Regions from separate parts of the Mus musculus genome. Here regions 1, 2, 3 and 4 are each linked to region 5. The links are chromatin contacts, called in public promoter capture Hi-C maps. All regions are on one chromosome and are shown on one strand. Each heading gives the region's core, a stretch centred on a gene start, on an enhancer-like site or on the middle of the called end of the contact. The rest is flanking DNA. Distances are from core to core; before and after follow the strand shown. Region 1 holds the start of Yipf4 (Yip1 domain family, member 4). Region 2 holds the start of Nlrc4 (NLR family, CARD domain containing 4). Region 3 holds the start of Birc6 (baculoviral IAP repeat-containing 6). Region 4 holds the start of Memo1 (mediator of cell motility 1). Region 5 holds the start of E330032C10Rik (RIKEN cDNA E330032C10 gene).

Evidence for each region. Promoter capture Hi-C pulls out the DNA fragments that hold promoters and counts their contacts.
Region 1: a contact with region 5 is called in a promoter capture Hi-C map of pre-B cells, with 2.8 times the contacts expected there. The contact joins the promoter of Yipf4 here to the promoter of E330032C10Rik in region 5.
Region 2: a promoter capture Hi-C map of the HPC-7 cell line shows a contact between it and region 5, with 4 times the contacts expected there. The contact joins the promoter of Nlrc4 here to the promoter of E330032C10Rik in region 5.
Region 3: a contact with region 5 is called in a promoter capture Hi-C map of pre-B cells, with 4 times the contacts expected there. The contact joins the promoter of Birc6 here to the promoter of E330032C10Rik in region 5. A contact is called at or near these places in 2 of 39 promoter capture datasets (the 3T3-L1 cell line and pre-B cells).
Region 4: a contact with region 5 is called in a promoter capture Hi-C map of the HPC-7 cell line, with 5 times the contacts expected there. The contact joins the promoter of Memo1 here to the promoter of E330032C10Rik in region 5. A contact is called at or near these places in 4 of 39 promoter capture datasets (the 3T3-L1 cell line, the C10 cell line, the HPC-7 cell line and 1 more) and 1 of 115 datasets of contacts at active chromatin or transcription factors (pro-B cells).

Annotation. Positions count from the first base shown.
Region 1 is chr17:74,488,221-74,491,015 of GRCm38.p6, reverse strand. It overlaps Yipf4 (Yip1 domain family, member 4), which reads right to left and starts at 1,523. Exons shown (of 6, transcript NM_026417.4): 1 at 1,222-1,523. The coding sequence starts at 1,300.
Region 2 is chr17:74,457,770-74,460,469 of GRCm38.p6, reverse strand. Nlrc4 (NLR family, CARD domain containing 4) reads left to right here and starts at 1,362. Exons shown (of 9, transcript NM_001033367.3): 1 at 1,362-1,464.
Region 3 is chr17:74,527,028-74,529,831 of GRCm38.p6, reverse strand. Birc6 (baculoviral IAP repeat-containing 6) reads right to left here and starts at 1,537. Exons shown (of 73, transcript NM_007566.3): 1 at 1,031-1,537. The coding sequence starts at 1,364. It overlaps Gm31645 (a long non-coding RNA gene), which reads left to right and starts at 1,632. Exons shown (of 3, transcript XR_385765.4): 1 at 1,632-2,199.
Region 4 is chr17:74,293,453-74,296,152 of GRCm38.p6, reverse strand. It overlaps Memo1 (mediator of cell motility 1), which reads left to right and starts at 1,290. Exons shown (of 9, transcript NM_133771.2): 1 at 1,290-1,461. The coding sequence starts at 1,401.
Region 5 is chr17:73,249,641-73,252,396 of GRCm38.p6, reverse strand. E330032C10Rik (RIKEN cDNA E330032C10 gene) reads right to left here and starts at 1,411. Exons shown (of 4, transcript NR_167655.1): 1 at 1-1,411.

The DNA.
Region 1 (2,795 bases), core at 274-2,773, 1.2 Mb before region 5:
GAGACCCTGTCTCATTTTTAAAAAATGAAAAAAAAAATACAAAAACCAAAGAAAGAGTTAAAAAAAAAAACTAAGAAAGAAACAAATCATATTTATAGAAATCAGATTTCTAGCCGGGCATGGTGGCGCACGCCTTTGATCCCAGCACTCGGGAGGCAGAGGCAGGTGGATCTCTGAGTTCGAGGCCAGCCTGGTCTACAAAGTGAGTTCCAGGACAGCCAGGGCTACACAGAGAAACCCTGTCTCGAAAAGACAAAAAAAAAAAAAAAGAAAGAAAGAAATCAGATTTCTGAGAAAACTCACGTTCATCTTTAAACTGAAATTTCTTTTCTACTTTGTTGAGACAGGGTTTCAGTATGTAACCCCGGCAGGCAGAGAACTTGATAACTGTGTAGTCTAAGCTGGCCTTTAATTCAGGTATCTCTCTGCCTCTGCTTTTCAAGTGCTGGGGTCGAAGGGGTTCATCACCAGGTATTTCCATGTCTATATCGAAATCAACTTGTTTTTTCATATTGGGCAGTCAAAAATCTGGTCCCTGGTAAGTAAATAAGATTAAATAAAAGCAAAATCCAAAACCAGGTTACAAGGAGTTGAACTAATGAGGGGTGGGGGAAATTTCCCACAGTAGAAACGTTTTTTGTTTTTTTTTTTTCTCCCTGTTTTTGTTGTTGTTTGTTTTGTTTTAAGCAAGCACAGTCGCTTGCTCCAAACAGTACAAGCCAAGTCTATAGACACTGTTGGGAACACTAAGTTGAATTCCTCAAGTTTCAAATGCTCCTGAATACAGTTTTTTGAACACTGGGACCAAACACTACAAACTGTGTGGACCCAGGGATCTGGGCAAGAAATCAAGTTCAATTAAAAATAAATAAATAAAAGCACGTCTCCTTTCAAGTAAGTTTTCCATAACCTGCCAAAAGTCACCTCAGTCGGGAAGGTTTTCCTATTAATAGCAGAGCCACACAGCCCCACTTTGTTCTCCCTTAGATCCCTCACTCTTTTGAGTAACTGCGGAGCGGAGTTCAGAAAGAACTCCTTCCACCAGATCGGCGGGTTCCCTGGTGAACCAGGACACCCGGGGACCCCAGCCCGCAGCGCCGGCGCCCCGCACCCTGCCTCGTCCCCAGAGGCCTCCGGGAAGGCCCAGGGAGCACAGGGGCGGAGTCCCCCAGCTCTGCCAACCCCCCGCCCCGGAGCCCCGGAGGTCAGCCTCGGCCTCACCTTCCGCGTCCGCCGAAGACACAAAGGTGAAGTCCCCGTTGGCAGGCGCATAGGCCGGGGGCGGGCCCGGAGGCTGCATCCCGCCGGCCTCGGTGCTGACGAGCGGCTGGGCCCGGGGCTCCGGGACGACCTGCTAAGGGGCGGCCTGCGAGCCAGGAGGCGCGGGCTCGGCCGAGGGAGGGGACGCGCGAGCTAAGCGCAGCCTCTGGCTGCCGACCAGGTCGCACCCGAGGCCAGCCGGTGGCGAGCACCCAAGCACCACGACGCCGGGGCCCTGACAGGACCATAACAGTGACAGCGCCGCCGGGATTGGCTGTTTGTAATCTGCTCGACTATTGGCTCCCGCGAGAAGATTCTGATTGGCTGTTTCTGTGTTGATTCCGGAAACCACTCCAACACCGGAAGTGGCCTCTGAAATCTCTGTTCCGCCCTCATCAGCTGTTTACTTAAATAATTCTGTCTACCTTTTTCCCTGTTTGAGTTTTTATAAACATATCTTCTTCGTTGTTGTTTAACACAATTTGAGAGCTTAGTCGTTTGATGGCTCACGCTTGTAATTCCCGGAACTCCTAGAGAGGCCGAGGCAGCATTGGCAAAAAAGTGAGGCCCTTTTTTTTTCAAAGGAAAAAAAAAAAAACAACACACACACACACACACAACACACACACAAACTACTTAAGTTTTAGGACTTCAACCCCTCATTTCCGACCACAAGATTCTGCCACAATAATTCTATATATTAATTATATAGGATGTTTACGAAATTATGTGTCGTGACAAAGCTTAGTCTCCTTATCAACAAAATTAAGAGGCCGGAGAATGGTCATTGTAAAGCTGTAAATTTCCACCTACGGTTTAAGTACTCTGGCCAAATTAATTTATGAAGAAGGCAGCAGTCCAGAAAGGATAAATTAGGGCAAAGAAGCCCTTGCTTTTTGCCTGCTGCTGATTTCATCTGTTCCCTAATAAACTACCCAAAGTTTGCAAATTCACCTACGTTTTTATTATTTCTTTAAGATTAATTTATTTATTTTATACAAGAGTACACCACCATTGCTCTCTTCAGACACACAGGAAGAGGGCATTGGATCCCGTGACAGATGGTTGTGAGCCACCATGTGATTGCTGGGAATTGAACTCAGGACCTCTGAAAGAGTATTCGGTGCTCTTAACCACTGAGCCATCTCTCCAGCCCGGTTTTTATTTTTAAAGGCTATGCGTGTGTGCTTGAGGGTATGTGTGTGTGCAGATGCCTGCAGAAGGCACAAGAGGGCTTCAGATCCTTCAGAACTGCGGTTCCTGCAGACACCCAATGCGGGTTCTGGGAACCCAAACTCAAGTCTCTACAAGAGAGCAAGAGCTCTTAACCTCTAAACCAACTTCCTAGTTACTCGTCTATGTTTATAATCTTAAATTTTGCTTTTCATTTTTCTAAACTTCTGTATATGTGTGTATGTTGGTAAACCGAGTGCCACCCACATTCCTTAGCCTGGTACTCCCCTAGCCCAGCTTTGTTAACAGCGACAGCAGCCATGTCATCACCAGCGGCCAAATTCAATTTATTTCCACTGTTA
Region 2 (2,700 bases), core at 113-2,612, 1.2 Mb before region 5:
TTTCACTTTCCATCTTTTCTCTGTCCACCTCTTAATCCCCATTCATTATGAAAAAACCGAGTGAGGCATAGTGGCTCATGCCCACAATCTTCTTAGAAGGCAGAGGCAGGAGGATCAGAAGTCCAAGATAAGACAAGACATGCAAAAACCATACTGAGTGTCTAAAATACCAGAATTAAGAGTCCAGACAGAAGCTGATCAACTGATTAGAACTTTTTTTTTAAAGATTTTTATTTACATGAGTACACTGCAGCTGCCTTCAGAGACACACTAGAAGAGAGCATCGGATCTCATTACAGATGGTTGTGAGCCACCATATGGTTACTGGGAATTGAACTCAGGACCTCTAGCAGAGCAGTCAGTGCTCTTAACCACTGAGCCATCTCTCCAGCCCCTTTGAACTTCTTTATTATCCACTTCTGTGTCTGACCTATCGGGCAAAAACCTGTGGGATTTATTAACAAAGCTGGGTACCAGCTCATAACAACCCAGATGGCTCAAGATGGCCTCAGATCTGGAGTCTTTACCAAGGCTTTCTTTTCTTTGCTACAACCTGCCTACCCAATGTTTCCACCAATGTATTTGAAATTATGTTGATTGATGACTTTTTTGTTGTTGTTGTCCTGTTAATATAAAAGCTTCCTGAAACTAAGTAGTGATGTGCCTTTAATCTAAGCACTCAGGAGGCAGAGTCAGGTGGGTCTCTGTGGGGTTCAAGGTAGCCTGATCTATACTGGGAGTACCAGGGTAGCCAAGGGTACGTAAAAAGAGTCTGTCCCAAAACAAAACAAAACAGAATAACACACACACACACACACACACACACACACACACGCACACACGCACACGCACACACACAACCTTCATGGAACAGTTGCTGCTTTTGAACTTTGAGTACCCTGTCTTCCTGGGCCTTGTCATTCAAAGCTTTCTCATTCCCTTTGCTTGGAGAAATAAACAGTTGTTAACTCTTTTTTTTTTTTTTTAAATGCAACATACCTTTTAAAGATTTATTTATTCATTTTTTTTTTAATGTATATGAGTACACTGTTGCTGTCTTCAGACACACCAGAAGAGGGCATCAGATACCATTACAGATGGATGTGAGACACCATGTGGTTACTGGGAATTGAACTCAGGACCTCTGGAAGAGCAGTCAGTGCTCTTAAAGGCTGAGCCATCTTCCAGCCCCAGTTGTTAACTCTTTACCACATGAATAACCAGGAAGCAAAGAGTGCCTAAGTTCAAAGTCCCTACTTCCTGGCTACTCAGTCACTCCTTTTTCTTGCTACGTAATTATGTAAATACCCCGATTATTATGGTTCTTAAGCAAGAGAAGAACCCACCAGGCACTTCCTTTTTTCTACAGTTGTCTCTCATGGACAAAGAAGTTTGGATTAAGAAAGAAAGAAAATTACTTTTAAGACGACTTTTCCTTCGAAGGCAACTGGATTGCTTGGCCAGGTACCTCGGGGAGAGGGAATAGGTTTTTAAATCAGTTTTAGAGTCAGATCCTGAAATTAGAATTTAGGTCCACTGAAGCCTGTGTCTGTGAGGTTGTCCTGCAGTGGATGGTTTGCCCATTGGGCTGATTTGCCTGCAGGGAAACTTGGTTTGAGGGTAGGCAGTGTTGGGGGCGGGTGGTTAGCCTGGTTGGTCTGTTGGAGTTTAGCTGCGTTTTTCTGAGTTGGTGTTAAGGATTTGGAGCCCTAGAGAACGCCTTTGTATTTACTATGGAGACAAAAAGACTTAGAAAATGCTTTTTGGCCTCACAGGAAGGAAACCCAGAGCTGAGGGAGAGAGAGACTGCTTGGTCCGTCCAGTGTCCTGAGCCTCTGACAAGATACTTGAACTTGGACAGAAAAGTTAAGCAAGTCCCTCTTGGGGATAGGAAGAATGCTTATAGAAAGTGTGTTACAGACCTGCGTTGTGTGCTGAGGTGTTTCCAGCCCCAGTGTGTCTAGGAAGTGCTTTACAGACTTGAGTTGTGTGATAACAGATAAGGTGTGTCCATTCTTTATCTCAGAGCATCTTAATAACCCCGTTGCCGGGGTGGAATCAGGCTCTCCTAACTTCCCTTAACCTCTTTTATTCTTCCAGTCTCCCATTACTCCCACTTGTGCCTATAGACAATTTTCATACACTATTTACATAGCACTAAGAGTATTCAGTGAGCTGCGGGTGTCCAAAGGAGATCTAAGAAGATTCTAGATCAGGACATTTTTATACTGGAATGATAGATGAATCACAGGGACTGGTGGCCTCTGTTCCATCCGTCTTCCTGGTTAATCATCGCTATAGTCCCAGGCTTGGAGCAGATGTGAGTGCTAACAGTTCAGCAAAGGAAGCATAATCCAGAGGCAGGGGAGATGCTCAGGGGGAAGGGGCACTTGTCGCCGAGCCTGTTGACCAGAGTTTGATCCCTGGGACACAGATTATTCCAGGAGAGAACTGACTTTTGCTAGTTTTTCTCTAATCTCTACACAAATGCCGTGGCACTCTCGAGCACCCCTACCCACCCACCCACCCACCCACCCACACACACACACCAATCAACCAATGTGAAAAAAATTTACACATGCTGCCTTTCTGTAGCCAATTATATGAGTTCTTTCCCCCTAGTTGTGGGAGTGACACACGAGACGTAGGTCAAGAAGGATTTCAGTTTTCTGAGGAACTCACATCACGATCTGAAAGAAC
Region 3 (2,804 bases), core at 288-2,787, 1.3 Mb before region 5:
ATCAAATTCTAAATTTTAACCTTTAACGCCAAAATTAAGACACCATTCATCCACAAATGAAATGTCATCTCAGCAAATAACTTAGCTAGGGCTATCCCAAAACACTCCAGTATGTCCACTGAACGAGCTTTGACCTGGTACATCCTGAAAGTCCAATATGTGAACCAACGTCTCCACCACCCAAGTGCTCTCCTTCCAAGGTGGAGGAGACCCAGACATACTTACAACTACCAATCTCTAGCTCTCTATGCTAAAACAAGTTGAAAGGGCTTGAAGTTCCACCTAATTACAAGGGGCCTAGGCTTCTTGACACTGGAAGGAGGGAGCACTCAGAGCTAGAGGACCGATACTAACCTTTTTTTTTTCTTTTTTTTTTTTTTTTTTTTTTTTGCACTCTGCGAGTCCCATAGTCCAGCAAGCACAGTTCAGGCAGCTGGCCTTCCCTCTCCTACTGACCTCCCCATCCCAGTGCCCACTCCAGCCCGCCCCCTGTGCGAAAGCGCAACCCTCGGAGGTCCCCGCACCTACAGGACCAGACGACAACCGGCGGGCCGCTACTCGCCGGGAAAAGAGGGCAAGACAGCCGGCTTGGACGCTTCCCGCCCCTTGCCTCCGGCCACCCATCTCTCCCGCCACCGCCAAGACTGCCAGCCCTTCCCTCTGGTCCAGCCCGGAGCTAGCCCAAAATCTCGTCCAAGAGGCCAGCGAGGGCCCGGTCCTCACCAGCACCGACCTCCAAGGCCTCCACATCTCTCCCACAGGACCAGGCCGGTTCAGATGCAAAAGGCCCGAAAAGCAACTCGCAGCGCACCCCGCCAAACCGAGTTCCCGTCCCCAAAAGCTGCTGCTTTCCGAGTCCGAAGGTCCTCGGCCGTAGCTTCCGGGCCTCTCCGACCCTCCCGCTCCACGCTGTCCCTCCGAGGCCGATCCCGATCCCGGAGGCTGGGAGGCTTCCTCCACCAGCATCCCCACAACCCGTCTCCGCCCGCGGCCGGCCCAGCCCAGCCCCCGCCCGGCGTGCCGCGCTCACCGCTGAGCGCCGAGGCCTGAAGGGTGGCCCCGGACGTGCCGTCGATGACTTTGATGGTCCCGCGGCTGGTGACGGCCAGGATGGCGTTAAGCGCCGGGTGGTAGGAGAGGCTGTGCAGCCCGTCGGCGTCGCAGCGCATGCAGCCATCCCGCAGCACCAGCCACTCGGAGACCCCGGCCGCCCCCGCCCCTGCCGCCGCCGCCGCGGAGGAGCAGCTCGGGCCCGAGGCCTCCGCAGCCGCAGCCGCCATCTTCCGGCCTGCGCTCAGCACAATCACACTGGGAAGCCGCTCAGTGACAGTCCCGGGAGGTGCAGCACCACAGCCAGTCACCATCCGGGGCCAGGGGGCAAAGCGGAGCGCGTTAGCCGGAAGTGAAGTCAAGCGCCTGCACGCACAGGGAACGTCGCCCGCCAGGCCGGCCAGGCCAAGCGAGCTCGCAGGCTGGCGGGGGAGGGGAGAGAGGGCCGCACCAAAGGAGGGGCCGGAGCCCAGGGGGTGGAGCATGCGCGGGAGTGCCGATCTAGCCAGAGCAGAGGGAAGCTAATAAGGAACTTCCGAAGGCACAGAAAAGGCGGGGCAGGGGCGGGACCTGGCCTAGTAAGCATGCGCAGAAGAGCTCCCAGGGCCCGGTAGGCGGGCCTCAGAAGAAGAAGGGGGCGGGGCTGAAACTTTTTTTTTTCAAGCGCGGAGCATGCGTGGTAGGACTAGGCGCGTGCCACGCGCTGCTGCTCCAGCCAGCCCTGCGTCCTCAACGTCCCAGTTTCTTCCTTCGAGCCCCGGGAGTGGTATCGGCGGGAGTTCCGCCCTGCGCGTGGCAGGGAGGGTGGTGCTGGGCCCTGTGCATTTCCGCTAGGCAAACCCGAGCCCGCGCGACTTGTCTGGTACGCCCAGAGGCCCCTTCGTGGCCAGGGCGGCTGATTCCCAGCGGTTCCCAGCACGGGGCAGAGGAGGAGGGCGTTGCGGGGTGGAGGCGAGATCCGGAAGTAGGCCTCTATCATTGCACACTCTGACAAGCCTCTTCATTGGAACTGAACCTGATTTTTTTTTTACGACGCCTGCCCTAGTTTCAGATTTTTTTTACACTTGATCTTAGAAGACTGAGAAGCGATAGTTCCAAATCTTTTAATAAACAGACATGCTCATTAATGAGGTGCTGGACACATTACAGGTCAGCCTAGTGTAGCTCATTGCAAAGGATTTACATGATTTTTGGTGGGGTGTTGTGGATTGCCCTGGGGCTAATTATATTTGATGTCAATTCTGTTCTCCTGTGAGGAGTTGTGAACAAGGAATGAGTCAGCACTTAGGTGATTTCTTGTAAACCTTCCCACCTTAATTTGTAAAATAAAGGAAAGCTGATGATTGGGCAGAGAAAGGGAAAGTGGAGTGGAAAGAAAGGAAGGAGGTTTGAGACAGAGAAGGCAGAGGAGGAGGAAGAAGAAAAGCAGAACAGAAGAACATGGCCTGGAGAAAACGCAAGTTCTAAGTGGTCTCATAGATGTGGAAGATGGTAGTGTAGTGGTTGTAGATCTGCCCAATCTAGGCGCACAGCATGTATTCATACTAATTGTGTCGTGTTTTCATTGCCAGAGCATAATTGGGTTGGAGAGATTTGCTGTAACAGTGGAGTATCCTCCTTCGTTAGATTTGAAAGAACATCTTTCTTAAACTTTATGTTGAAACAGTTACTTGTCAGTCAGTCACTTGTAGTTACAGTGTAGCGGTGCCTGGGTGTGGTCTCGCATACCTAGAATCCCAGTCTGAAACAGTAAT
Region 4 (2,700 bases), core at 41-2,540, 1.0 Mb before region 5:
AAACCACTTCCTTTGTGATTCTACCCAACTGGTAAAGGAATTCTTTTGCTGCGTGGAATACTTACGTGGAATACTGGGATTTTATAAGTGAAGGGTGACATTTGTAGTATTCCTTACCCCGTCTGGTTCCTCATACGCATTAACTCATAATCCTTGGTACCCCTCCCTCACGAACGTCACCCCCATTTAACACAGTAGGAAATAACTGAGACAATCTTTGCCACATTGCAGTTATACCTAAAATACAATTAGTAAATTTAACTGTGTCGAAGACATTAGGTCGTAAGGGGCGAGCCTGGGAAGCGAAGGTTACATTTTGACAGGGTCGGTCCTCCACCCCCCCATATTCTCCCATCCCAGTACGCCTCGCAGCGCGATGTCTCTGCCAGCGAAACTTCGCGGCGTGGCCCCAGACTTGCATTCCTGGGCGATACCCCGAGGGTGGGAACCCCACCAAGGACGCCGGGGAAGGGGGAACCCCGACGGGACTCGGCAGGCAGCGATCGCGTGTGTGTTGTGTGTGCTGAGCCAGCGGCGCACGGGGACAAGCCAGGCGGCTGGGGGGGGGGGGGGGGGAAGGGGCTCACCCCGCCTCGCGGCTGCGTCCTGCGCCCCGCGCCCTGCCCCCAGCCTCTGCTGGCGCTAAACCCCGGAGAGCGGAGCGTGCACGCTGAGCCTCCTCGGCGGGCCCGGCCGCGGCGCTGGGCATGCTCAGTGGGCCGGCCCCGGTAGAGCGGCGAGTAAGGACGCGTGGGCTCCCCAGGCTCTGCCTTTCCCGGGTTCAGGCCCCGGCCCCGGGCTGTGTGTGTGTGTGTTGGGGGGGAGGTGGCACCGATCGCCGCCGCCCTCCGGCTCGCGGCCTCCCGACCCGGGATGGCGCGGGGCCGGTCCCGCTTCCGCCGTTGAGCGCGCGGCACGGCGGGCGGAGGCGCGGGGCGGGGCGGGGCCGGCGGGCGCGCGGCGGGAGGGAGGCCTCGGTGGTGGGGGCGGGGCGGGGCGGGGCGGTGGGGAAGGGCGCGGAGTCACGGGGGTGGGGTCAGCGGGAGGCTCGGCAGGCCGCGCGCGGCGTGGCCGGGGGGCGGCTCGCGGAAGCAGCTCGGGCAGGGGTAGGGGCGGCGGCGGCGGCGGCGACTCCGCGGCCGCGCGGCTAGGGTAAAGCCGCCGTGGGCCCCATCTTCCGGCGGCCGGCGGAGTTTGTGGTGATTGTTGCCGCCCTCCGCCCTGGCTGCCATCTCCTCCTCTTCCTCCTCCTCCTCCTCCTCCTCCTGGGCCGGGCTGGTCCCCTCCCCGCGGCCGCCTCCTCCTGGGCTGGGCCCGCGGCGTCTCGTCCCCTCGCGGAGCCGCCGCCGCCGCCGCCTCCTCATTCATCCTCGTGCACCATAGGCGGCACAGGCACCAAGATGTCCAACCGAGTGGTCTGCCGGGAAGCCAGCCACGCCGGGAGCTGGTACACCGCCTCAGGTAAGGGCGCCAGGCCGCCGGGGTGGTCGAGCTGGGCAGCCGGGGCCCGGCGGGCGGGGACTCGGGCGGCGGGCGGAGGGCGCTGACCGCGTGCCGAGGGATCGGGGCCGGGCCGCGCCGCCTCCCCCACCCGGCGCTCGGGCAGGCGGCCTGGCGCCCGCGGAGTTGGGCGAGGAGTTGCCGGCCGGCCCCGGCCAGGGCGAGCGCGGGCTCCGCGGCTCCGCGGACGGCCTCTGCGGTGGGGAAGGACGAGTTGGCGCGGTCCTCGTTGCCAGAGGCTGGCCGAGGGGACCGCAGTTTTTGCTCCCACCCTTGGGGCACCCAGCGCCCCTGGAAGGAGTGACAGGCAGTACTTTTTCTACCCTATCTCTCGTGTTGCTACTCTTGGTCTCTCTCGCTTGGAAGATCTGTCAGACCTGGGCCTCTCGGGGGGATTTGTCGCTTTGTACGTGGAGATTCGGGCAGAGCTGCTGCCAGGCAGGGGCTCTGGGTGGCCTCCAAGGTCTTTTGTCAGTGTTTGCATTGTTACTGTCATTTAGGGGCAGCTGGAGATGGCATCAGCACTTTTCCTGAGCAACCTCTTTGGTATCCTGTGTTCAGCACCGAGCCGGGGCTGGACGACCTGCCTAGTTTAGCTTACGTTTTGAGAGAATTTTGTCTGCACTGTCTTCAAAAAACCATGTGTAGTTCTTTGGGTGAGAAAGGGTAGGGCCGTTTCCCTCCAGTACAACTCTCTTCACAAGGATTGTTTTCTGAGATTATTTTCAGGGGTCACATTTCTGCTTTGGTAACAAAGAAAAGTTCCTCCGTGATTCCTGTTGGTCTCTAGGCCATCTGTGCTTCTCAGCAACTGGCCCTAACCATATTTCCCTTTGCAAGTACTAGGGTTGGATAGTGACATGATTCTTTTGGGAAAACGGAAAATCTGGAAGGCAGTTTTTTTTTTTTCCCTGAGATTGTTCAACCAGCTGCAGAAGTACATGCATCTTGTTGGTCCACAGCGGATTTGCCCTGCTAAGACACAAAAGAATGACATGGTTGGGTTTGGAACTACTGCTAACAGGTGGCTGTAGTTTTTGCGTTAGATAAGTATGACATTTTATGGTCCTGAAGTACTTCATAGACTTTTAATCAGTTCTCACTACCTGAGAATGTCAGTTCTTGTGCCAGTATATGGGGAAACAGAAATTTAGTGCTGCACCCCAGACTAGGCCTGTGGTAAAATAGGAATTGTGTAAG
Region 5 (2,756 bases), core at 162-2,661:
TCTATGTCCCATACTCAGCTTTTGTTTGCTTCAGAAAATAGCTATCTCCACAAAATGGAATATTTATATTAACACATAATAGAGATTATATAAGTACTTAAAACATTTGTTGCAGTAGGTACTGATCGCACGTAATCTGTAACTATTTGAGGTCCTGAACAACTTTTTAGATAGTATAAACAGGTCTCTGACCATGAAAAAAAAAAAAAAGACTATTCTATGTTTTTATTTTCTTTTATAGAGTATTTTTGCTAGTGGTTTTTGAAGACAGAGCTGCACTTCTCCACCCCCACATCCTTCTCCTCTAGAAGCTGCTAGCAGATGAGGAGGTCTCCATCAATTGCCTCGCCCCCACAGAGCCCCATGTGGCCTCAAGAGCCTGTTCCCATCTCAGGCTTGGCTCAGTGCCGGGAAAGCAGGCTCATCCCTGACCTGACACACCAGTAAACACAGGAGGACTTCCCGGAACACACGGGCAGGCAACGCTCTTCACACATCAGAAAAATGAGGCTATCGAAAATGAATTTGACTCGTTTATACATCTTTTTAAGGCATCAGGCATGTAAAATAGCTAATCTGCTTTGAATGGGGCTGTAATAAAAGTGTCATTGTCAAGCTGTCCCCAGAGATCAGGGGACAGCAGATTCCTTTCAACCAGGAGACATAGCTGCTCTCCTGCATCCATCCCACTGTGGTTAGAAAGAACTGGTTTGTGTTGGTCAGTCCAGAGGTATCTTAGCCCCTGGCATGAGAAGCTAATGATAAAACAAGATCTTATATGGGGGCTGGTTTGTTCCTTTGTCTTTTGTTTTTTATTTTTAGCCTGAATGAGGTAGAGGGGATGGTGTGTCTAGGGCACTATCCTATCTCACAGAGAAATCAGATCCAGTCTCTGCCCTCGGGTCTTGTGATACTGCAGGGCTGCACCCAGGACAGGCCTGGAGCAGAGGAGCCACGGCCCCGCAGGACTTCTCAAAGGCCAGCCAGCCACAAGCTGGGGAAACACTCCTCTATTCTCCCACCTGATGAGTAAGAATTATGTGGAGTGTGGGCAGGGCGTGGGCGGAGCCTGGGGGAACCTGGGCGGAGCCTGGGTGGGGTAGACTCTGTTTTCTAAACATCCCAAGTGATGGCCATATAGTACAGAGGAGCTTAGGCTCTCAATTCCAGATGAGGCTTTCCCAGGTCTCCCATAGCAGCCCCCACAGACATTTTATAAACCACGAGGCTCAGTGGAAAAGGGAAACGGACAGTCTTTGTTGAAATACTATTAAAACTTTGAGAAGATAATCACCACACAGAACCCAATATCCTGATGATTACCCAAGTTTCCTCCCACACAGCCTGTCCTTGGTCTTCGGCCAGTTTCCACAGCAGCCTCTTCATCCTGGTGGCTCTGCTAAGTAAGCCCTCAGGAGGCTTCCCCCAGGTGGCTGATAGAGGGGGCTTAGACAACCTGGGAAAGAATGAAGTCATCTCCAGGCAGGGGAGGGGCCAGAGGGAGGGCCTTCTCAGCTCTTTTCAAGCTCCTTTCCTATTCACAATGAGCTTGTGTTTCCTCAAAGCCTGGTTGGGGGGTTAGTCAGTGCTGTCTCCTGGCAGCAGAGCCAACCCCTCATTTGCCTCTGTTCACCATGGTCTTAGTTAGGGTTTCCACTGCTGTGAAGAGACTTCAAGGCAGCAACATGACAGCATCCAGGCAGGCATGGTTGAAGAGGAACTGAGAGTTCTACATCTTCATCTGAAGGCAGATAACAGAAGACTGACTTCCAGGAAGCTAGGAGAAAGTTCTCTCAAAGCCCACCCCCACAGTGACACTCTTTCTCCAACAAAGCGACACCTCCTAACAGTGTCATTCCCTGGGCCAAACATATTAAAAGCACCATAACCATCAGCAATCGCCCACTGCTATCCCTGGCTCATCACCTGTACCCAATAGGAGCTGACCAGGGGGACCGAGTCTACCCTCCAGTCCCTGACAATGACTGCTCAGGAAAGGCACTTCCTGTGGTAATTTCAGTCTTGCAGAATGAAGGAGACGAAAAATAGATTCTCTCTCCGGCCAACCCCTGGGACAAAATGTCAGTGAAAGATGCATCAATGCCCTGGTTGTCAGTAAAGAGAGCCATGACTGGCCACAGGAGACTCGAATGCTCATCTGTCGCTTGAGGGTGTTTTCTGGAAATGGTGCTGTCCACGATACTCTGGGCAGTGAGGAGATAGCCGCCTTGTGGTGTCTGAGTTGATGGCTTGTGCTCAGCGGCTGGGGACACAGGGCCATCAGCCCTGCCTACACACAAGCTTTGGCATCAGGGTTTGTCAAGCCTTGGCACTGGGTTCTACCCCTGATTTACTGTCTCCACCTCTGTCCAGCTAGCTTTATACCCTGGAAGGTGGCACACCATAGTCAGTGGTTTGGGGTTTTTTGTTCTTTTGGGTTTGTGCTTGTTTGTTTCTGTTTCTGAACGGAGTGAACATAAGGGTGCGAAGGGCCAAGACCTCAGCATGCCAGCTTCCTCCTGTTGTATGCCTACGCCCCACATCTAGTAAAGCTCAAACTATTCACAAGTAAAGTCAACTTGCACATTACCTATTGCTTCTAGAACCTCCAAGGCCAAATGCTCACTTTATACACAAGGAGCCAGAGGCCCAAGTTTCAATTCTGATGGTTAACAGCAGCAGACTGGATCCTAATTAGAGTCTGCTGCAGAGCTTGAAAACCCCTGGGGTCCAGACTATCCACCTGAGCCATTAGG